7 separate regions of the Mus musculus genome follow, and all the other regions are linked to region 7. A link is a contact called in public Hi-C, HiChIP or PLAC-seq, Micro-C and promoter capture Hi-C data. All regions are on one chromosome and are shown on one strand. Each heading gives the region's core, a stretch centred on a gene start, on an enhancer-like site or on the middle of the called end of the contact. The rest is flanking DNA. Distances are from core to core; before and after follow the strand shown. Region 1 holds the start of Gid8 (GID complex subunit 8). Region 2 holds the start of Slco4a1 (solute carrier organic anion transporter family, member 4a1). Region 3 holds the start of Mrgbp (MRG/MORF4L binding protein). Region 4 has its middle 19 kb from the start of Slco4a1. Region 5 holds the start of Pcmtd2 (protein-L-isoaspartate (D-aspartate) O-methyltransferase domain containing 2). Region 6 holds the start of Polr3k (polymerase (RNA) III (DNA directed) polypeptide K). Region 7 holds the start of Gmeb2 (glucocorticoid modulatory element binding protein 2).

Evidence for each region. Promoter capture Hi-C pulls out the DNA fragments that hold promoters and counts their contacts. Hi-C and Micro-C count contacts between places; a contact is called where the count stands out from the background. HiChIP or PLAC-seq counts read pairs in DNA pulled down with a chosen protein or histone mark.
Region 1: a Hi-C map of muscle stem cells shows a contact between it and region 7, with 4 times the contacts expected there. The contact joins the promoter of Gid8 here to the promoter of Gmeb2 in region 7. A contact is called at or near these places in 2 of 39 promoter capture datasets (erythroid cells and fetal liver), 3 of 484 Hi-C or Micro-C datasets (embryonic stem cells, erythroblasts and muscle stem cells), 4 of 115 datasets of contacts at active chromatin or transcription factors (bone marrow-derived macrophages, embryonic stem cells, extraembryonic endoderm stem cells and 1 more) and 1 of 9 other capture datasets (adipose tissue).
Region 2: a contact with region 7 is called in a promoter capture Hi-C map of neutrophils, with 2.6 times the contacts expected there. The contact joins the promoter of Slco4a1 here to the promoter of Gmeb2 in region 7. A contact is called at or near these places in 1 of 39 promoter capture datasets (neutrophils), 1 of 484 Hi-C or Micro-C datasets (the HPC-7 cell line) and 1 of 115 datasets of contacts at active chromatin or transcription factors (bone marrow-derived macrophages).
Region 3: a contact with region 7 is called in a Micro-C map of embryonic stem cells, with 7 times the contacts expected there. The contact joins the promoter of Mrgbp here to the promoter of Gmeb2 in region 7. A contact is called at or near these places in 3 of 39 promoter capture datasets (cranial neural crest, liver and pre-B cells), 2 of 484 Hi-C or Micro-C datasets (embryonic stem cells and pre-B cells), 2 of 115 datasets of contacts at active chromatin or transcription factors (bone marrow-derived macrophages and extraembryonic endoderm stem cells) and 2 of 9 other capture datasets (adipose tissue and liver).
Region 4: a Hi-C map of the HPC-7 cell line shows a contact between it and region 7, with 3 times the contacts expected there. The contact joins the enhancer-like site here to the promoter of Gmeb2 in region 7. A contact is called at or near these places in 2 of 39 promoter capture datasets (the C10 cell line and embryonic stem cells), 1 of 484 Hi-C or Micro-C datasets (the HPC-7 cell line) and 1 of 115 datasets of contacts at active chromatin or transcription factors (bone marrow-derived macrophages).
Region 5: a contact with region 7 is called in an H3K27ac HiChIP or PLAC-seq map of extraembryonic endoderm stem cells, with 6 times the contacts expected there. The contact joins the promoter of Pcmtd2 here to the promoter of Gmeb2 in region 7. A contact is called at or near these places in 1 of 39 promoter capture datasets (embryonic stem cells), 2 of 115 datasets of contacts at active chromatin or transcription factors (extraembryonic endoderm stem cells and pancreatic cancer cells) and 1 of 9 other capture datasets (liver).
Region 6: a promoter capture Hi-C map of fetal liver shows a contact between it and region 7, with 2.7 times the contacts expected there. The contact joins the promoter of Polr3k here to the promoter of Gmeb2 in region 7. A contact is called at or near these places in 1 of 39 promoter capture datasets (fetal liver), 1 of 115 datasets of contacts at active chromatin or transcription factors (astrocytes) and 1 of 9 other capture datasets (liver).

The regions. Positions count from the first base shown.
Region 1 is chr2:180,708,779-180,711,861 of GRCm38.p6, forward strand. Gid8 (GID complex subunit 8) reads left to right here and starts at 1,448. Exons shown (of 5, transcript NM_001289652.1): 1 at 1,448-1,572. It also overlaps a transcript of Dido1 not described here.
Region 2 is chr2:180,454,821-180,457,866 of GRCm38.p6, forward strand. It overlaps Slco4a1 (solute carrier organic anion transporter family, member 4a1), which reads left to right and starts at 1,425. Exons shown (of 12, transcript NM_001355218.1): 1 at 1,425-1,553.
Region 3 is chr2:180,579,608-180,582,989 of GRCm38.p6, forward strand. Mrgbp (MRG/MORF4L binding protein) reads left to right here and starts at 1,615. Exons shown (of 6, transcript NM_028479.2): 1 at 1,615-1,930; 2 at 3,004-3,348. The coding sequence starts at 3,201. It overlaps Gm30144 (a long non-coding RNA gene), which reads right to left and starts at 2,261. Exons shown (of 5, transcript XR_001783605.2): 1 at 1,229-2,261.
Region 4 is chr2:180,436,035-180,439,018 of GRCm38.p6, forward strand. No RefSeq gene overlaps it. Among named protein-coding and RNA genes, the nearest start is that of Slco4a1, 19 kb to the right of the region's middle. Within about 2 kb of position 1,572, at least 97 of the 459 cell types and tissues checked have an H3K27ac peak or open chromatin away from gene starts, as enhancers often do. A contact at or near this core is called in the HPC-7 cell line and bone marrow-derived macrophages, where this site is marked.
Region 5 is chr2:181,836,187-181,839,163 of GRCm38.p6, forward strand. It overlaps Pcmtd2 (protein-L-isoaspartate (D-aspartate) O-methyltransferase domain containing 2), which reads left to right and starts at 1,668. Exons shown (of 7, transcript NM_153594.3): 1 at 1,668-1,798.
Region 6 is chr2:181,862,899-181,865,889 of GRCm38.p6, forward strand. It overlaps Polr3k (polymerase (RNA) III (DNA directed) polypeptide K), which reads left to right and starts at 1,462. Exons shown (of 3, transcript NM_025901.3): 1 at 1,462-1,671. The coding sequence starts at 1,561.
Region 7 is chr2:181,286,691-181,289,879 of GRCm38.p6, forward strand. It overlaps Gmeb2 (glucocorticoid modulatory element binding protein 2), which reads right to left and starts at 1,276. Exons shown (of 10, transcript NM_198169.2): 1 at 1,194-1,276.

The sequences.
Region 1 (3,083 bases), core at 198-2,697, 580 kb before region 7:
CAAGCAGCTGAAGAACCCTCAACAGGAGCTAGTTTGTAGAAAAGACTAGGGGACTAGCAGATTGCTCATCCACCATCCACAGAGGCATTAACATTCTGAGTTAACCCTCTTCTCTCCTCATGATACCAGCCTCTTCCCTTGCACAAGTTTGAGTTGATAATCCAACTTTACCCAGAGTTAAAGTAAGTGCTACAAAGTTTGTCGATACCAACCTGGATAGCTTCGGGTAGAGCTATGGAGTTAAGAGACTGCCACTGTGGTCATTGTGTCTGACAGATCTGCTAAACTGGTCTTATTTTCAGTGACTCAATGAGAAGTTGCTTTCCCTGGACAGTTCATCTTTAAACAAGCACACCCAAACATCTCAGGGCGGACGGACCAACATTCCTTCCAGAAGCATTCCAGAATTTCTTTACATTACAATGACTGAATTTGCATTCACCTCCGGTAGACAATGGACACATAAATATGCAAATACCCATTTAACCGTTCCTATCCGGCAGTGTTAAAGAGCCTCCAACTTCCCCCATCCCTTACCGGAATATCTAACCCATAACAAGGCATTGGGTAAACAGGATTCGGGGTTGGGAGGAATAGGGGTCCCTTCTCCGGCGGCAGAAATCCCCTCCGCCGAAGTTCAGAGCTGGGTCCACACCATACGCCGCTAAGAAAAAAGACACTCACTGTGAGCGCCCAGAAGTAGGGAGTACCCTCGGCGGAGGGGTCCCCACTGTGAGCACTTCTGAAGCATGGATCCGCTCTGCTTCGATGATTGCCTTAGAAGTAGGGATTAACTTCGTGCATGTCCCTGAGAACCCCAGCACTAGGGAGTCACCTTTATTAGTGCCCAGAAACGAGGGAACAACAGTCTCCGCAGTCCGCTCTCCAGCGTGGCCACAAAGATCGCTCTAGGCAGGGCCGTTCTGACGCTGATCAGGCCTCGATTACAACGTTCCCGGAATAAATCCTAGGAGCTCGCTCACATCCGGAGGCCTTGTCTTTGGGACTAGAGCCTGGCGGACTACAAGCCGGGGAATGCCCTCCTCATCTCGCGCACTCCGGTGTTCACACACACCTATTACTCGCCCCACCCCCACTTCACACACACAAAAACAAGAAAAGAGCTGGGACCTTCGTTTCGAACTCAGTCTACACGTCTCCATCCCCGCGCTAGCACTCAGTACGCGAATGCCCCCGCAGCAGCCATCTTGCGCAAAAGCGATGCGAGCCTTTTGACTCTCGCGCCAACCCGTAGAGCCAGAGCCCTGCCGAAGAGTTCTGCGCAAAAACGGAAGTTGAGACCCTGGTTTCCGGCGACCGCCCGGGCGGTCGATTCGCGAGAGGATTCCATTGGTTGCCAGTTCGCATCTCGAAATCTTACGATCTCGCGAGAGGTGTCTGAGGGGCCGACGCCGGTGTAGCTACCTCCGCTCCGCGCCCCGCCCCCGCCCCCGCCGCCGCCGCCGCCTCCGCCTCCTCTATCTCCGCAGTCTCTGCCGCCCCTCCCCGGCCCCGGGAGCGGCCGCGGAGCCGCCACCCAGACACTGTCGCACGGGAGGCGGGATCCGCACGGTAAGATGGCCGCAGCGGGCCCTGACGGCCGTGCCGAGCGTCTCCGCGGGGCTCCGGGGTGGACCGAGGCGCGGAGGTCAGAGGTCGGGGGTCTGTGCCCGACAGGCTGCCCTGCCCAGGGTATCCGAAGCCCAAGGCAAGAGCGGGGATCGGGGCGGTCAGTTCTGCCCTCCACGGCCGGGCCCCGGAGCGGGAGGACTGGAGGCCGCGCTGTTAGTCCGGGTGCTGCCGGGACCCGAATAGTTACTGCAAATGTTCGCACGTCTCTGCCATTAAAGGCGCGGTGAAGGGGACAGCGGAAAGGTGAAGACGCAGCTACTGCGCTAAAAGTCATCCTCGGGGCTTAGGCTGCATCCCCGGCGACTGTGTAACCGCTGAATTTTGGGACCTCTGAGTCCTACAGAAACACTGCCCCCGTCTCTGTCCTTAGCCTTGCTTGATAACCTTTCCCGGCGCCGAGTGGAAATCGAGAGGCAAGGACCTTCTTGGGGAACATTTTTCCAACACTGATCTTTACCTTACTTCTGAATAAAAGTCGAATCGGTGAATTCTGCTGTCATCCTGTGGCATGGAGCGGCATCAACCCGGTTTAGTTTCACTTCCCGCCTCCTCCATACTACTACTACCTTTTGGGCTGCTGGGATCTTCAAGTCCGCCAGAACTAGAAATCCTGGCATGCCCCAAATTCGAAGTCTCTATAGCATTCACTGCGCAAACTCTCCACAAATGGGCTTTGGAATCGTAATGTTTTTTTAAACTTAATATCTTTTTAAAAGACTCTTGTTTAAATATCTTTCCCACAGTATGTGTATATGCGTGTTTCCCAAATTACTGTTTTTAGCGTGGGTCCCCATGACCTGTAATCCAGAGGCCTACCACACCTAACTGCCAGAGTCCTCTGCACCAGACTTGCCCTGCTCCTCCAACCTGTTTTACTTGCATCTCTCCCACGTTGCCATGCTCTCATTTCTAAGGCCTGACACTTGACATGGCAGTCTGTCCGTGCTTCTTTCTTTTCTCTTGTCCCTTCATATTCAGTCCAGCAACAGCTGCCATTAGTTAATTTGGAGGTCAAAGCTTGATCTTGGCTTCTCTTCTGATGTCCACTATACCAGCAGTAGGATATCTCTTTGTTGGACTGCTAAGCTCTTTCCATCCAGTATGCATTCCATTGTCAAACCAGAAACCAGAGCCACCTTTCAATTTTATGACATAGTAAAACAAATTAGCTGGTCCTTTGCAGTGCACAAACTAATATCTGTGAAGTGTATGTTACTGACCGAGTGAAAATGATCCAGCCCATGCTCCTAGAGCTACCCTAATTGCCCCCCACCCCCACCCCTGCTGACACGCCCTGTGGACCACCTAGGGTCCTGCCTTACTCCCTCATAAAAGAATCCCTGTGTGAAGGTCGGGTGTGGTGGCACAAGGCTTTAATCCCAGCACTTGGGAGGCAGAGGCAGGTGAATTTCTGAGTTCGAGGCCAGCCTGCTCTACAGAGTGAGTTCAAG
Region 2 (3,046 bases), core at 175-2,674, 830 kb before region 7:
TAGACCCTGAAGTCATCACCAGAGGTTCCCAGGATAGAACATGAGTAGGTTCCGGCCACACCCACTCCGGGAAGACATGCTGATAAATAACAAGTCAGGCTGGAAGAACTAAGCTCAGCAGCCAGTCTCTTCTCTAGACATAAAGGAAGAGCCCTGCCTTAGCTCCCGAGGCTGCATGGAGGGTCTGTCCCCAGGCACCCTGTGACTAGTGATGTCCTCATGAGCTGACAGCAGGGTCCACACTAACTTTACTTTTGTGTAGCCCAAGCTGATCACAGACTCTGATTCCTTCTGCCTTTACTTCCCCTGTCCAGATTATAAACTCTGGATGCCTTGGAGAGTTGGGGAAGGTTATTTTGTTTCTATTGTTTTGCTTTGGTTGTTGTTCTTGGTTTTGTTTTGTTTTATTTTTATTTTTAAATCCAGACAGGATTTTATTAGGTAGCCCAGTGTGGCTCTCCCACTAAAGATTCTCCTGCATCAGCCCCATGTATGTATAGGATTATCGGTGAACATCGCCACACCTGGCTCACATGTATTTTCAATTAAATGTAATACACCCCAAAGGGAGACATATATGGAGAGTTTCTGCCATCGGCTGTTGATTGTCAGTGGTATGATGTTAATGGCTAGTGGCTGTCGGCTGTTACTTGGCTAAATTCAGACCAGCTACTGTTTTCCATTTCCTTCAGTGATGTGTTGGAATCATAAAATTAAAAAAAAAAAGAAAAATAAAAAATAAAAAAGGTTGTTTGCTTGATTTTCTGAGACTGGGTTTCTTTTGTAGCCCAGGCTGGCCTAGAACTATGAAAGTGGGACCCTTCTTCTGCCCCAGCCTTCCGAATACCCACAGGCTTACAAGCAGTAGCCATCACACTCGTATGGCTAATTATCTTAGTTTTACAGATGCGAAAACTGGCCCAGAGGGGTTCAGAAATATGTTCAAGGTCGCACAGCAGAGAACGCCTCAATTTGAAGGTGACTGGTATATTCTCTCTCCATCTCAGGTCAAGAGTACCCGGAACTGGAACCCTGTGGGCTCCTCCGGTGAGGGTGTGGTTTGGCCCAGCGCCCCGTTGCACTGAACTCACTGGTTGACCTGAGCAGAGAGTGGAGAGATCCCTTTGCCGGGCTGGAGCTGTACCCCACGCCTGAGGGGATCGCTACTCGCGCCCTCCAACGCCTCGGTTCCACGCTTGAGCAGGTGGCATCTACGACGCAGTGAGACTTGAGCCATATTTTCCTAGCCTGCAACCTCCAGAGTGTCCCCCAACAGAAAGAAATCACCGCGTGCAAAGCACTAGCTAAGTCCCGCTCTCTGTGCTGTCCCTGACCCGCCCAAGTTCCGCCCCTCCGCTCGGCCCCGCCCCGGCGCGCCCTCGCTACTGTCACCTCTGGCCCCGGCCCGCCCGAGCCTCGCTGCCATTGGTGGCGGTGGTGAGGCCACTACCCCCATCCCTGCGGGAGCGGCTTGGGCGATGAATGAAGCGGGAGTGGGCTGCGCGCGTAGTCCAGAGCGCAGGGCGCAGCGCGGCAGCCGGGTTCGTGGGAAGGTGAGTGCTCTGGGATCTGGACTGCTTTGAGGTCTCGGACCAGGATGGGGACAGGGTCTGGCTCCGTACTAGATGCCTCCTAGGTATGCCAGACTCCGACCTGCTGACGTCAGGAGCGCGGCAGGTGTTTGCGGAGGCTGGACTAAAGCGCGGCGGAGCCCCGGGTGCGTTGTCTGAAGACACATCCCGGGGAACCAATGCGGGGACAGAGTGGGCTCAAGGGAGCCGGATGCAGAATTCACCCCTTCTCACTGCACATGAGGGAAGCTGCAAGTCTGCAGTGGGGTGGGGGAAGGCAGAGCCGCTGCGCTAGAGCGAGAGGGAAGATGGGAGTGGACTTGGGGCGCAGGAAAGCGTGAGGGGGGGGGGGGGACCGCTAGAGCTGTCGGCCCAGGTTAAAGGTTTGCTAGTATACGCAGGTGCGAGCCTCTGCGGGTCTGTTCAGCGACAGATCCAGTGGCTGTGGTGGTTGTTGCTAAGACCGAGGGAAACGTGGAGCACGGAAGTTGCTCACTAGTGGCGGGCTTTGTCCCTACGAGGAGCGCGGATGCCCGGGTCCCTGAGGCCCGGTACCTTCACGCAGCTCTCCGATGCCCCCGGACGCGTGTGTACGCCAACGAGAGTTCGGGTCGCTTTGCTGCCTGATTGGCACGCTTAGCTCCAAACCCGGGAACTCAAGGCAGGGTACCTCCTTCACAGGAGAGGTGAGCATCTGTAGGAAAAATGAGATAGAGACACATAGTCGCACCTTATAGCTTGGGGCCCCAGGCGCAGTGGCTTGAGTTTAGCGTGATGAGGATTGCTGGCCTCCCCCAGACATGGCCTTGGGGTGTTTCTGTCCCAAGGTGTTGAAACTGCCCATTTGTGATGGAACTATCCCAACTTCAGGGCAGTGTTTTTTGTTTGTTTGTTTGTTTTGTTTTGTTTTGTTTTGTAGTTTAGTAAACCAAGGTAGCTGTCTAGTCAGCTGTTGTTAAAGCAGCTTGGGGCAGGTGGACGGCAGGGAAGAGAACACCTGGTGTTTAGCCGAATTATTTATAAATCTTAGCTGTGGTAATGGGGACAGCAGGCGCTGTTTGCTGAGCCTGGCATTTGCTGGCTTGGAGAGGGCTTTGGATAAGAGCAGTCCCAGGCAGCATTTTAAAGTCCCCTTGCACAGAGGAGCAGCCTGGGGCACCGGGATGTTTGGCTTGCCTAGAAATGACACAGGGGAGACCGGAGGTTTGTATCATTTGCCAGCCATTCTCTCTTCAAGAAGAGAGGAAAGCCAGGTCAGAGAACCAGCAGTTACCAGGACAGGACTATGCTGGTGGCCAAAGGTACCTACCTGTTGGCTGTGATGAGGTGCAAGACTTGCCTTGCCTGCCCACTAGGAAAGACCAACAGGTACTACCTGGATAAATTCTTCCTGGATGATCTAATTGTAGCTCATTGGGTGTGGTCCCCAAAGCAGATGCTGGACAAGCCCCAACCAGAACCTTCCCCAATACTGC
Region 3 (3,382 bases), core at 365-2,864, 710 kb before region 7:
AGCAATGCCATTTAGGAGGCTGGAGATGCACCTCAGTTGGTAGGGTTCTTCCCTGGCATGTATGAAGCCCTGGGTTCAATCCCCAGGATATATACCAGCAGATATCTGCTACCCTAGCACTTAGGAGGTAGAGGAATGGGGACTGAAGTTCAAGGTAATCTTTGGCCACAGAATGAGTTTGAGGCCAACCTGGGATACATAAGACCTTGAATAAGAAATAACAGTTGGTTGAGACCTAGACATGGTCTGGGGAATAGTTCACACTGGTCAAAGTAAACTAGACTGGTGTATAAACTATTAGGCTTGTATATTCATTAAATGAAGGAGAGCATTTCTATGGCCTTTATTTCTCACCTGAGCCCAGTCTGAACCCTTCACACTAGGATCAAGAATCCCAGCACTTGTATCTATCTTGTATAAAAGACTTAAGCAGCAGGAGTCGCAACAAATGAGAAAGGACTTGACCAGTTGGCTAGTAGATATATATCATTGTCTACTTTGTATCTGGGAAGTAAGGAGTCTTGCTACAAAGCTGATTATATCCTGGCCACCTGGAACCACCTGAAGACCTCACGGAGAAGACAAATCTGGGCAAACTTCACCAGCCATTTCTACAGAAAGTTGGTGGTGTGCCACACAGACACCTGCTCCAGACCAAAGAAATCCTTCTATCAGGTTTGAAGGAACCTCTCAGCTCCCAACAGGTGTGAATTCACTTTGAAGCTACGGGATCACACACATGATCATGGGCTAATGGTTTCTCTACAGCTCCTTGTTAGAGAGTGATAATCACAGGAGCGCTACAAAACGAACAAGCACAGCTTCCTCTTAATTCATGCTTTTGGACTAGAGAGCCTACATGTTCATGAAAATAAGAAGTTAGCGTGGGATAGTAGGCGGGGTCTTAGCTGCTGACCTTGATGCTCAGCTACTTCCTACTACCTAACAGAGAGTTCTGCAGAGACCTGCTGTGGCTTCGTGGAGAGAAAGAATGAAGTCATCCTTCTCTCCTAAACCATCCAACCTGTCTATAGGCATCAAGTCTATATTGCCAGTCACGCGTTCTGAAGTAACAGACGGATGTTTGCAAATGTCATGGCTGGTAGGATGTGGTCTGAGTACAGAGATCGCACAAACCAGAGAGGACCAGCTAGGATAGATGAGGTTGAGGGTTACATAGGGAAGCTCCCTGAAGAAGGACGCACTCCAAATTGAAGGAGTATCCTACCTGGTAGGGGTGAGACTAAGGTGGACCGGAACCAGAAGCAGTCAGCAGCAGAGTCTACCATGCCTTAGATATTCAGAGAATAACCAGGATATTATCAATCAGCTCCTGGGCACTTAATATGTGGCAGCTCTTAGGTTGGGAACTTGCTTTATGACATGTCCCAGATGGTAGATTATGCTTCACCCAGCCGTACAGTAACTAAGCCAAGTTCTGCATGCCAACCAAGCAGAGGCAAGGGCACCGCCCCTGTGAGATCATAACTCCCAGCTGCATCATATCCACATGATAGCAGTGACCCCACACCCCCTTATGAAGCTTTATTGGGCCACACCTCCCCTGTGGCATTGTGGGAACTTTTCCACCAGCTACGCTTTCACAGTGGGAAAGCTGAAGCCTGGCCACAGACTGCTGTCTGGCTCTGAGCTCTGAGCTGTCCCAGACAATGAGACAGGTCAGAGCCAGCACCCTCCATGGTTCCCTGCTGTGAGCATTGTCTGGTTACAGGCCTGAATGAGGGGCAAGTGGAGTGTCAGGACTGGATTCAAGGCTTGTGGCAGCCAGCAAGTGATCCTTATCAAGACCCAAGAGTTCAGAGCTACAGTGGCCCCATAGCACAAAGGAGAACAAAGGTTCTCAACATCTTAGTCTGAGAGGCATCAGTCAGAAAAGGGATTCTGATGCCTGGCAATGGCTGAGGAATGGGTAAGTAATGAAACCTGGATGGGTGGCAGGGTAGGACCCATGGCACAGCTGACTGGGGTGACTCAGGCCCAGAAGCAACCATGTTCTTAAGGCTGCTGTGCCCAGCCCTTGGCCCTATCCAATCCCATGTAGAGCTACTAACACCTGCCTGAAATTCTGACAGTCTGAGTTAATCATCCAACCACTTCTGGAGTGGATCCACTGTAGGGACAGAATGGAGGTACAGGTAGGTAGCAAGGCCGACAGGACCTGGATTTCTGTCTTCTGATGCCAAGGAAGCACTTAATTCTGGGACTGTCGTGCACTCAGGTCAGGGCTACTGAAAGATATACAGAGCTTCACTCCTACAAAATGTGATTGTTGGGCTTTAAATTTTTAAATTATTTATGGTGTGTGTGTGCAAGTGTGCATATACCATGGAATACATATAGAGGTTAGAATACAACTTTTTTTTTTTTTTTTACTTATTTTATTTATATGACTATGCTGTAGCTATCTTCAGACACACCAGAAGAGGGCATCAGAACCCATTACAGATGATTGTGAGCCACCATGTGGTTGCTGGGAATTGAACTCAGGACTTCTGGTAGAGCAGTCAGTGCTCTTAACCGCTGAGCCATGTCTCCAGCTCTAGAGTACAACTCCTAAGAATTGCTCCTCTCCTGCCAGCTCTAGGATCCAGGGGTGGAGTTCCAGTTATGGGCTGTGCACAAGGATCTCTATTAGATGGGCCATCTCACTAGCCCATGGGATGTTGTTGTTGTTATTGTTGTTGCTGCTGTTGTTGTTTAAACTATTTTTCTTAAACAGTTTTAGTGAGATGTAATTTACATATTGTACAATTTATCTCTGGCAAGGAGAGACACACCTTCACTTCTAGCTGAGTTCTTTTCCAAATTACCTAACCAGGTGAAGCCCAGATTTTTGGGCCGTGTGTGTCATGCTATGCAGACTTGGCTGACTCAGAACTCCTGCCTCTCTCTCCCGAGAGCTAGAATTACAGGAGTGTGTCACCACGCCCATCTGGTGCATTTTTAAAGCATAAGGTTTGTTCCCTCGCCTTCTCCGGACAGAGCCGTAGGCAGTAAAAGGTTCAACCACCAGGAGTCGCTGCTGCACCGGAAGCCAGTCTTCGCTGCGCCTGCGCGGACGCGGGCACGCGGCGTTCTCCAGCCCGGCGAGTGCGCGCCCTCCACACCAAGTGCGCCTGCGCGGAGCCTGTAGTATTTTCCCCCTTCTCGCGCCGGGCGCTCGTCAATCGCCGGCGGCCATGGGGGAGGCCGAGGTGGGCGGCACGGGCGCCCCAGGCGACAAGGGCCCAGGCGAGGCAGCCCCGAGCCCTGCTGAGGAGACGGTGGTGTGGAGCCCTGAGGTGGAAGTGTGCCTCTTCCACGCCATGCTGGGCCACAAGCCTGTCGGTGAGCGCCGCGCCGCGCACCGGCGTGGGGGTGG
Region 4 (2,984 bases), core at 322-2,821, 850 kb before region 7:
TACCATTGTGGTGTGTTCAAAGCACATTCCTGGTACCCAGAGCACCAGAATCATTTCTTCCACAGGGATCTGCTGTGTAGGGCCATGAAAGGCAGCCTATTTTGGTTGAATGAGGCTTGCTCCGGCGATCCAGTAGAAAACTCTACAAGGGACACAACAGGGAGCCACGTTCCCAGAGACAGGTGCCTGACACCACAGAGCCCCCCAACTCCATAATTCTGTGATTATAAGTCACTCAGACAATGTCTCAAGCTTCTGGCATTCTGGCTAGACTCCACCCCCACAGTTACCTGACTACAGCCAGGTATGCTCTTCCCCGTAGTTACCTGGAAACAGCAAGATAGTCCAGCCCACTATAAAAGAGGCTGCTTTGCCCCTTCTCAATCTCTTTAAGCTCTCACCTTTCTTACTCTCTTCTCTAGCCCTCCTTCTCTCTCTCCTTCCCCCCTCCCCCTTTCTCCACATGGCCATGGCCAGCCTCTCTCTCTCTTTCTACCCTCTCTCTTTTTTTCCTGCCTTTCTACAATAAAGCTCTAAAACCATAGACTGTCTCTGCTTATCAAGGCCCACCATGCTTGAACAATGGGATAGGCGTTCCCCTAACAAGCCACGTCTAGCCTCCCAACAGAAGGCCTTCCTGCTCTCCAGCCACGGACCGGACCAAGGACTCTCGCCCCCGTGGGAACCACCCAGCAGCCCCTCTCCCCCTGCCTTCTCCTCCCTCTGGCCCAGTGATGATGGAGTCGCCCCCCCCCCTCGGGGGCCCCCCATTTGTTCTCAGCTCTTCCGTGGTGTCCAGCGGTGTCTGGGATGCATGAGACTGAGAACCTGTTGTCTAGGACTGCCCCTTGTCCACCCCCCGCCGAGCTGGGGTTCAGTGGCTTCCTACAGCCAGACACCCACCCCGTTTCACATGGAAAGCATGCAGCAGTATTCCCACGTCCGCCTGCCCACTCCCTCTTTTGCCCATGCCCACTGCCCAACACTGCTGTCTCCTGCTGTGTCCCCTGTTATGGCTTCCGTGGCCTGCAAAACCTGGCTCACCCACATGAATGCACCAGCAAGAAGCAAGAACAGAGATGTGGAGAGGAAAGTGAGACCAGGGGTTCGGAGCTTCCCAGGACCAGAAAACCAAGCATTTCTCCCGGGACCTGGAATTTTCCACAAGCATATCTGTCTCTCATGTGACTTAGCCACATCCTCATTGCTTGAGATGACCAGACCTCCCATGCAGGAACAGGAGGAAGGGGTGTGCTCTCTGCCTTATCAAAGAACTTTTCCACTGTGGCATTTGGGCCCTTGGGCCCCTGCTCAACACTCCCCCCAACTTCCTGTGGGAACCCACATTGAGTTTCACCACAAGTTTCTGAAATGACAGCTTCTTCACCGTTGCCTAGAAAATGGGAGGGGGAAGGGGGATTGCACGCACAAAGCTGAGACCTGTGTCTCCTTCCCCTTCCCCATCAGAACCCAGGTCCAGCTTTGGCCATTACAGAATTCCCATACCTAGCCACAGCTACCATGCTGAGCCCTGGGGAAATGCCCTGTGCACCCAGATGACAGGAAGTGTCATTCAAGACCAGAATGACAGTTTTCTAAGTGCTTCCTCTGAGACTTTCAAGACAGACCATGGTGGACTTCAAACACATCAATTTTCCTTAGAAGGGCCAGGCTCTGAGTAATCCTGACATCATGTAAAGTTTGAACTATAGCCAGCCAAGCCGAGAGCAGTCAGAGCGGAGAACACTGTTACCCTAACAGAAGATAGGGGTGGGAGGGGGAACCCAGATGCCTCAAGTGGGGATGTTAGGGGTCATCTTCCACAGAGAGCACTCTCTGCTCAAGGCTCCCACCCCTACACATGGACCAGAGATTCCCATTCCTTGACCCTAAGAGCCCACACTTTGATCTTAGGAACTTGCATAGACTGACTCCTCAGGACTCCACATCCTGTTCCTTTGAAACCTCCTCATATCATAACCACAAGAACCCCTGACACTGACCCACATACCCAGGGGCTAACTTTGGGACCCAGGAACCCCTCCAGGCTTCATCCGGTGGTACCTGGAGAAGCCAAAACAGGACCTTGCTTTTCTCTACAGAGGCCCACCTTTCCCCCGACTCCTGGTTGCTGAGCAGAGTCAGGGCTGTCCACACTATCTCCAAATATCACATGTAGTTGGTCTGAAGCTTTCTGGTACAAAATCAACCCCCTGGGCACCATCCTGGGCAAGCCCCTCCATACCTATAGCCAAATAGCCACAGGAACTTCCATTTGTGTCTCCCTATGGTGACAAATACATAGTTGCTATTCGTAGTGAGTCTGACCCTGTATCACACCAGGGATGCCCTAACCCACAGACCGTACACGATGGGTGTGAATAGTTCTGCTCAGGAGTGAAAGCAAAATGGGAGCACACATGTGACTATCTGTGCTCAGGCAACACAATAGCAAGACTGAGGCCCATGAAGTCTGTCTCTGTGTGTGTCATCCAAGCTCCATCCCTGGGCCTCAAGCAAGCAAGCAAATGCTCTATCTCAGGTTACACCCCCAGCCTTCTTTTTACTTTTAATTCAGAGACTGGGACTCACCAGTTTGCCCAACTTGGTGTTTAGCTTACAATCCTGCTGCAGTCTACCATGTAGTTGGAATTCTAAGCCTGTGCCACCAGGCCTGGTGTGAAGTTAATCTTAATGTCTTTTATTTAAATCTAATAGAATCATAAAACCACCACGTCGATAAGGAAGCAATGTAAGGAATGACAGATACTCTACTCCCTTTAGCTTCTGCATCTTCAAACGTTTGTATTTTACATCCATTTCTTGTGTCGATTCAGGTACTGAGTTTTTATCATAAATACTGGACTTTGAGAGCTGGCAGGATTGCTCAGTGCATTAAGACAATTGTCACCAAGCCTGGCCACCTAAGTTTAATCCCTAAGACCCACTTGGTGGAAGAAGAAAACCAACCTCACAACGTTTCC
Region 5 (2,977 bases), core at 418-2,917, 550 kb after region 7:
TGGTGATTTTTTAAAAAGTTTTATGTATGTTGGAATAGTTTTGTACAGCCCTGGCTAGTCTTGAACCTATTACACTGCCAAAGTATGACCTTAATCTCCTGGTCCTTCTTCCTCCACCACTAAGTGCTGGCATTACACTTGTTTGCTGTCACATCTTCTAAGACGTTGCTTAGTTCAGTAGCAAACTGACAAACTATTTTCCAGAGTATCTTTATTATTGCTCATTCCCACCAGCAATGAAAGTGATGTGCTGCTGTTGCTCTACATCCTCACCAGTATTTGGTGAATTATAGATTTTATAAATTTTGGCTATTCTAATAGGTGTGTATTGATATCTCATTGTTTTATAAATCTGCATCACCTAATGACAAATTATGTTGATATGTTCATATGCTCATTTGCCATCTGTATATTTCCTTTGCTGAGTCATATGTTCATAGCTTTTTCCCGTTTCTATTTGTGCTGTTTATTTTCTTATTGTTGAGTTTTAAGGATTTTTAGAAATCCTTTATCAGATATGTGTTTTGGGAATATTGTTTTTCAGTCTATGTCTTACCTTTTTATTCTTCTGACAGTATATTTTACAGAGAAATGATGCCAGTGTTAAAAAGATATATTTTACCTTTAAGTGTGTGTGTGTGTGTGTGTGTGTGTGTGTGTGTGTGCACATGCCTGAGTGCCTGCAAAGGCCAAGTGTCTTGGGTACTGGAAATCAAATTTGGAAGAGCTATGTCTCTATTATTTTTACACGTGGATGTCTAATTATTCCAGCATCTTTTGTTGAAAAGACCAGCACTCCTCCATTGAATTGTATTTGTTCTCTTATCAAAGGTGAGTTTACTATATTTGTATAGCTCTAACCTAAGTTTTGTATTTGATAGCATCAATTTATTTCCCCCATATGACTCTTGATTACTGTAATTTTAATAGTAAGTCATGAAATCAGATGTTGTTAGGCCTATACTTTTGTTTTGTTTTGTTTTTGATCAATATTGTGTTATCTAGTTCGGGTCTTTAGCCTTCCCACGCAAACTTTAAAAAATAGTAGAATCATTTTCTCCTCATTCGTACCACAATCAACTGCAGGTTGAGTGACTTTCTTACAGCTATTGACTCAGGCGTCCAGACTCCTTCCTTCTTGACACTACTTCCTTCAACATGTACCCTCCAAGCAGTATAGAGGAGATGTGCAATCCCAATGAAATAGAACAAAAACTCAGAACAATCTTGAAAGGTAGCCCTAAAGATCACTTAGACTTTGGTCTATTTTGTAGGTTTCTTAGAAGTGGCCAGAACTGCTGGTTCAAGGTTCAAGTGTGCAGATGGCCATCCCCTGGACCAGGTAGCCTGGCAGGGTCAGGGCCGGCAGTCATTTGTGTTGTAACTCCTGCAGGAGAGTGGACCCAATCTATCACTCTTGTTTCTTAACTCCTGCCTTTTCTACTGTGGGGGCTTTGTCCTTGAGTGGACATAAGCAGGCAAAATGCCCTTCTCCCGTCGACACGCCAGCATCTTCTCATATCATTAGGCCGGGATATGCTCGGAGACCACCTAGTGACTGACCAATCAGGCAGGGACACACTTAACTCAAACCAGTGGGTGGAAAGTGGCAGGCTCGTGGGCTGTGCCGTTGCCCCTTTAAGAGTGTCCTCCAACCGCACATGCTCAGTTCAGGTAGAGCCCGCGCACGCGCAGAGGTAGCAGCGGATGTTTACAGCGGCTGAGGTCCGTCCGAAGCGACAGAAGCGTCTGAAGAACTGCTCTCCGAGACTCAATACGGGGGCTGCTGAGCGCCGAGGTAGAGCCGTCTCTGCCCCTCGGCCCTTCCCTCCATATCCCTTCTCCAGCTCTGGTTACCCGTTCCCCAGCGTCCGTGTATCTTACCATCTCCGAGAGTTTCGAACCCCAGCGCCTGTCACCCCCGCCCCCCCATCTCCCTGCCCAGCACCTCCCTCCCCTCCAGCGTGCCCCCCCACCCCCCGCCTGTTGCTAATTCTGGGATCTGATTGCTCTAGTTCTACAACCTATTTCTAATTAAGTAGGAAATGTTTGCAATTAGCTCAAGGGCAAGTCGGGCATTGACCATGATTGAAACAAATTATACCTAGGGTGGATATTGGGAAGAAGGCAGAGTATCCTACAGAGGAGAAAAAAAAGACCCCTTTGGGGAAAGATCTAAAGTAGCTGGAGAGAACCCCTGGGGCCTGGACCCTTTGTTTCTTTATTAGGCCTGTGCCTCTGCCATCAACTCCGTCATCTTGAGTATCTGCCCTCTGCTCTCTTGGGCCCTGCACTGTTGTTCTCTGTTCTTATTGAAGACATTGCTAAAGTGGGCTCCATTACGTCTGGTAGGTTGTCTCTAGAACGAGGTATTTAAGAGGCTCAGCACTGATTATATATAAAGGGAATTGAAGTGGGCCCTCTTGAGGTGGTGGCATTTGGTCTCTCCTTTTGCCCTGGCTTTTCTCCATCCTCCTCTGAGACCTTGCTGGGAGACTTGGGAGAAGGGACTCATTTTTCTTTTTTTCTTTTCTTTTCTTTTTTTTTTTAATTTCGGTTAGTCCCAAAGCTTTTCCACGCACGAAACAGTAGGAATTGTCCCTAGTCAGTACATACTACTGGTCAGCTTTCATTCAGATGCAGACCACAAGTGATATGCATTTGAGGCACACCCTCCAAGAGTTCTGGTTTTCAAGACAAGAAGCCTTGGCTATTTTCCTCGTTCTGCTGGCAGGATGATGGTTTAGAATACATGTTCCTAGCAAGGTATCCCCTAAGAAAGTGACATCCACTTGACTGTGGGCCAGCTGTCGCAGTTTTTTCAAACGCAGTATAGATATGAAACAGGGTTCTTTAGTCCAGCTTCACTTGTGTTGTTGTTGTCCACTTGGGGTCCTGTGCTGCTCAGTTTTTTTCCTATGCCCTTTTCTTCTGTTGGCCTGTGCTAATCAGTTCTGAATGGGAACTGTAATAAGCA
Region 6 (2,991 bases), core at 212-2,711, 580 kb after region 7:
ATGGAGGGATGCTCTTTACTGGCTTGCTTCCCCTGGCTTGCTCAGCCTGCTCTCTTATAGAACCAAGACTACCAGCCCAGAGATGGTCCCACCCACAAGGGGCCTTTCCCCCTTGATCACTAATTGAGAAAATGCCTTACAGTTGGATCTCATGGAGGCATTTCCCCAACTGAAGCTCCTTTTTCTGTGATAACTCCAGCTGTGTCAGGTTGACACAAAACTAGCCATAAATATTTGGCTTACATGTCAAGAGTCCATTGTTTAGGGGAGTCAATGCAGGAACTTGCTGCAGAAACAGAAGCCATTACCATGGTGGGATGCTGCTTACTGGTTTGCTCCTCATGATTTACTCAGATTCTCAGATTGCTTTTTTCTCTCTCTCCATTTTGTTCTTAGACTTACTTAAGTGTATGAGGGTTTTTGTTTGTTTGTTTTTTTTTTTTTTTGAATGCTTGTTCGTGCACCAAAGACGTGCTTGGTGCCTACGGAGGTCAGAAGAGGGCATTGGATTCTCAGGAACTGGAGGTTATGGACGTTTGTGAGCTACCATATTGGTGCTGGGAATTAAACCAGTGTTCACTATAAGAACAAGCAACAGCTGAACTATCTCTTCAGCCCCATCATTCTGCTTTCTTATATCACCCAGGACCACTGGCTTGGTGGTGACACCGCCCCCAATGGGCTAGACCCTCTCCTACCAATTTTAACTCAAGAAAATGCCCCCAGAGACTTATTTACTGGTCAATTTATGGTGACATTTTCACAATTGGGGTTCCTCTCCCTGGATATTTAGTTTGTGTATAGTTAAAGCAAACAGAAAACAACACACACATACATGTGCATGTTGCAGAATGACTGCAGAGGATTAAAGAGGCAAGGAGTTTCAAAGAAATCTGAGAAGCCAGAGCTGGGAAATATAAATGTCTATAGGAAATGAGATAAAAGAGTCAGCTGGACGTCTGTGAAAAGGAGCTGCTGGTATTTGTTACCTGCAGGGTTGAGTCTAGCTGTGTAAGTGAAAGGGCAGAATGAAACTAGGTGAAGAAATGGCCAGATGGAGGAATGGCAGGTCCAGATAGGATATCGTACGTCAGTCAGACAGCAGTTGAGACGTAGTATTAACAATGGGGACAGTGTTCCTGGGACATTTGGTTATTTTCTGTCCGTTCCGGATGAGAATATTGCGGAGCAGCATGATCCTCCTGTAACACGTCCATGGCTCGGAGTGCGGCAAGTGTCTCCTCATCACCCAGAACCTCTCACCTGGGTACTCTGGTGGTGCCAGCATTATCGGTCCAGTCCTCTTGGCGTTTCAGCTAGGGAGACGTGTGCACACGCGCAGAAACGACAGGGCTGGGCGTGCAGGCAGCATGCTATTGGCTGGATGGGAAAGGATTATCTGCGGTGACCAATGGAGTGTGCGAGGCTGCCCGCCGCAGTGCCTACTGGGAACGTCTTGAGGATCCCGGGTTGCCAGTTACGGAGCAAGTGAGACGGCTTTTGATTGGGCGCCTGCACCACGGAAGCGCCAGACAGAAGCGAGGTGTGGAAGCTGGCAGTATGCTGTTGTTCTGCCCGGGCTGCGGGAACGGACTCATTGTGGAGGAGGGGCAGCGTTGCCATCGCTTCGCCTGCAACACTTGCCCCTACGTCCATAATATCACCCGTAAGGTAAGTTCCACAGACGGGTGCCTTCTCTGCTTTCTGGGAGGCACAGCAAGCGTCGGCGCGCTCAGACCTTCCTGCAGGCTTTTGTGCTCTCGCTGCGGTGGTACCCCAAGTCCAGCAGTCGCTGCTCCAGTGGCGTCGCTCCGGCCACGTCGAAGCCCCCCCACCCCCCTCTAGCTCTCCGTTGCCCACTTTGTGATACTCCGAAAATTGTGAGAATTTTAGTTCATACCTTTTAAACCTACACTCCCCTCGTGCTGTCCTTGGCGTACCAGTCCGCGCCTCGCCTCTGATTTGAAATCCTTGGGTTCTTCTTGTGGCTCTTTTGCTCCCAGCCCCTGTCGTTATTCTAGAGAATCTTCACCATGTACGCAGTACTGTTAGGTCCTTCCTTTTGCCCGAGTCATTCTTACACAGGCACATATCACACTTATTCATTCTCCGCCTTACCCCCTACCCCCGTGTATGTGTGCATGTATGCGTCTCTGTTTCCCTCTTCCTTTCTCTCTCCCTCTCCTCTTTTAAAATAATGGCTACCTTATTTAGATTCCTGCCCTTCTGGCTGTTTGTGCATGTCTATAATTTTAGCACTTGGAGAGGCTGCGGCAGGAGAATAGGTTCAAGGCTCACCTGGGCTGCATAGCACATAGACACGCACACACACGCACGCACAGGCACAGGAAACAAACCAAACCCCAGCACTTTCAGTTTATCCACATTCCTTTTATATTTTTCACAGAATGCATTGCCTTCTAATATTTTATATCCTTGTTGCTATTTTGTGTGTGTGGTGCTTGTGTTGGAGCCCAGAAAGCTGTATTTCTAGCCCTTGGTGTTTTGTGTACCCTTCAACTCTTGTTTTGTTCCTCCTTACCTCAGTGACTGCAGGTGTGCACCACTGGGCCTTGGTGACATCTCATTCTTAATGTTTGCTCATTAGAGCTGTATGGTAGGAGTTTAGAGTCTGGATTTGTGGTAAGATGAGTTGTGACATAATTTCGAAATTAGAAGGATGCCTGATAAACTTAGGAAAGCAGCCAAAATGACCTGGGGAGTGCTGGTATACCCAGTTAAATGTCTGTCACTCCTGTTGGATTATTAGGTGTCTGAGGGGTATGAGAGAAGAGTGAGGTTTTACTAGGCTGATTTTTCTTCCTGCTCTGTCTGGTGTTTCCTTCTGTTTCTAGAGACCTTTGACATTGAACCTCTGTGCTGTTTTGGGGGACATCCCAGTCACAAGACCCCTACATTTCAGTGACTCACACTGCTCTTTGAAGAAGATAAATTTTGTAGAGGGAATGCTGGAGGGAGATTGTAGTTTGG
Region 7 (3,189 bases), core at 26-2,525:
CTCTCTCCTTTTGTCATTCTGTATGTCTTGGAACTCATTCTGTAGACCAGGCTGACCTTCAACAACATCTGCATCTGTTTCCCACATGCTCGGATTATGGCCTCAGTCTAGATACTAAGACTGTCTAGGAAGGCAGGGAGGAGGGAAGATGAAATGTAGGGACTAGTAAACCTTACCATAAGGCAGGCCCATTCCATGAGTTGGTCTCCTGGCACAGAAGGGACACCTAAATATCTTTTCAGGTAGGTCACAAAGTGGGTTAATCTATGGCCTAGGTTTGTTTTTCTCAGTCACATACGCACATACACTGACATGTTTGTTCTTGGCACTCTCCATTTTATATCCAAATGGTATGTATGTATGTGTACTCCAGGATGTCTTCCCAGAAAGCTTTCCATATTTCCTATGAAGAAACAAACTAGACAGGTAGTCATATTATCGATTTAATTTTAACTTATTAAGAATGATAATTTGAAACTGTTGGGTTTGAAATGTTTTCAAGACAGAGAACATTGGCTCAGCAGTGAAGTAACCAACTAAATACCTAAAAATGTCACCAATCGTGACTAAAACTGGGCCAACCGATTCGGTTCCCAGCAATAAGATTATCCACTCAAAATAATTCCCTCCAACCACACAGTTCTACAAATGGGTCCCCATCAACGTGGTTCCCATCTGACAGGTCCACCCTGACATGGTTCCACTGATATCAAGTACCTATCCTGATGATCCTGGCCTCTAGATTCAGTTCCAAGCCAGGGGTTCAGCAATACGGGTCCCACCCATGAGTCGTTCCCAATCTTTCCACCCGCCCTCAGGAACCCGACCCATCTGGTGCCCACCGATGGGTCCCAAACACCACCACTCCCGCCTAACCGCTCCCCACTCCTCCAGCCCCTTCCGCCTCGGCTTTCACGGACGACCCGACCCTGCCTCTGGCGAGGCCAAGATGGAGGCCGGAAGCGAGCCGCCTTCGCGAGCCCTCCCGCCAGGCGCCCGCGCCCGCCCGCCAGCCTGACGCCGCCGCGCCTGACGCCGCCGCCGCCCTCGCGCGCCCGCCGCCCCTCCCCCGGCCTCCCCTCCCCCCGCCGTAACGTCCTGACGCTCCGCAGGGACCCCTGACTGGACGGCGGCGCGTGAGCGGCGCGAGAAGCCTCGCCGCGGGGGTGCGCGGGCGCGCCGATGCCGCTTACCTGGGCCCACACGGGCCTGCTCCGGCGCCCGGCTGTGACGGGTGCGGCGGCGGGTGGTGGCGGTGGCGGCCGCAGCCTTCGCTCCTTGTTGGGGATTCGGCGGCGGCGGCGGCGGCGGCGGCGGCTCGGGCGCGCGCTTCCTAGTGACGCAACACCGAGGCCGCGCACGCACGGGCCGGGCGGGCCTGGAGACTTATTTGGCGCCCAGCGCGGAAGCGAACAGTGTGGTGAGATACTGCCCCCGTAGGACTCTTGTGCGCCTGCGCGTGTGGTCTGCGTGCCTGCCCAATTAGGTGTTCTGTGGTTCAGGCCGAGGTTTGTAGTCCTGGCGTTTGGGCTCCACTAGGGAACCGAGTATCCCAGGTGTGTGCTTTGCAACCCAGCCTCGGCCTTGCAGTGACACTGTCCTAAAACTCATGTGCGGACGTTCTTAACCATTTCTGACAGAATCGTGTTTCTTTTTTTTAAAATTGAAGGCATTGCGAATTTGCTTTTTCAAACTACTCAGTGCGGAGCGGTGTTTTCACGAAGTTGACCAACTGACATTGCAGCGGGTAGTCCAACATGATTTAAACTTTTTTTTTTTTAAACGGACTCGCTATGTAGATCAGACTGACTTGGAACTCAAAGAGCCCCGAGTTCTGAGATTAAAGTGTGTATCACCATGCCCGGCCCATTATTTAAAGTTTTAAATGAAATTTAAAAGTTAAGTGTCGGGGTTGGGGATTTAGCTCAGTGGTAGAGCGCTTGCCTGGCAAGCACAAGGCCCTGGGTTTGGACCTCAGCTCTGAAAATAAATAAATAAATAAGACAAAAAGTTAAGTGTCTTAAGTATCTTGGAGCCATAAAAGTCTCATGGAGGGCCTTGGGTGCCCGAAGAATTTCTTTTATTTTTCTAACTTGTAGGGAAGGTCGCGTATTTAAGGTAACCAACATTTATTAAGTTCCTTACAGTTGAAAGCCAAAGACAAGCAGTTCTTGTGTGGTTCAAAGGTAACATCAGGTCCTGTCAAAATGAGACTTGTTTATCTTGGCCCTGGTGGAGCCTGGGCACCCTGTTAGACATTGTAGTCTTGGCAGTAAAACCCTTACCTTCCCCACCACCCCTTGCTTTCAAGCAGCTGAAGACAGCCAATTCTAAGTGCCAAGCCAGCTCTCAGAATGTGATCACTAGAATTAAGGGCTTCAGGATCCCTGCTCTGCCCATCTTAGAATCCTTAGAGTAGAAATGGATGTCTGCTTGGACGGGAACAAGAGTTCACTGTTAACAGGGTGGCAGCTAGAATGGGAAACTAACAAGCAACATTTTCACGTAATTAACACTGTAAATAAGAGACTTGCACTTTCACTCTGAAGGAGATGAGGAAGTCTTTGTCATTGCTGTTTGTTTTGGTTATGTGAGTTTGTCATTGCAAAAATAAATGCTAATGAGATCAAATGGTCTGGCTAGAGAAGAGCTGGTGGCCAGTCTGAGCATTTGTTCAGGGAAGCTGAAGAATGTAGAAGACCACCACCATCGTTGGAGGCATGCATAAGCTCTCCCAGCTTGAGTCTAGCAGATGTAAAAAATCAGCTTCCCCAGCCTGCTCAGAATTACAGATTCTGATTGCCAGTGCCTGAGATTAGTTCTACTGTAGGCAACCCTCATCAGTGCAGAGCCGTATCTGTGGAAGGAATAGGTGGTGTCATCAGCTGGTATTGCTGTGTGCCCGCCACCCCTAAGTGAGTGAGTTCCCACTGCCTAAGGAGATAGTAGCAGAAAGCAGGGGATCTAGGAGGTGACAGGCACGGTGCTATGTCTGAGGTAGGAAGCAGTCCTCTCTGTGTACTGAACATGCCATGACCTTGGATTGCCAGCCTTCAGAACTGTGAGTGGTAATCTGGATTATTTATAAGACACCTACTAGGTGGTTATTTTTGTTACAACAGCCTCAGTAATCTAATTCCCCAACAATCGAGAAAGTACTCCCAAAACAGATCCACCTTCACAGGGTGT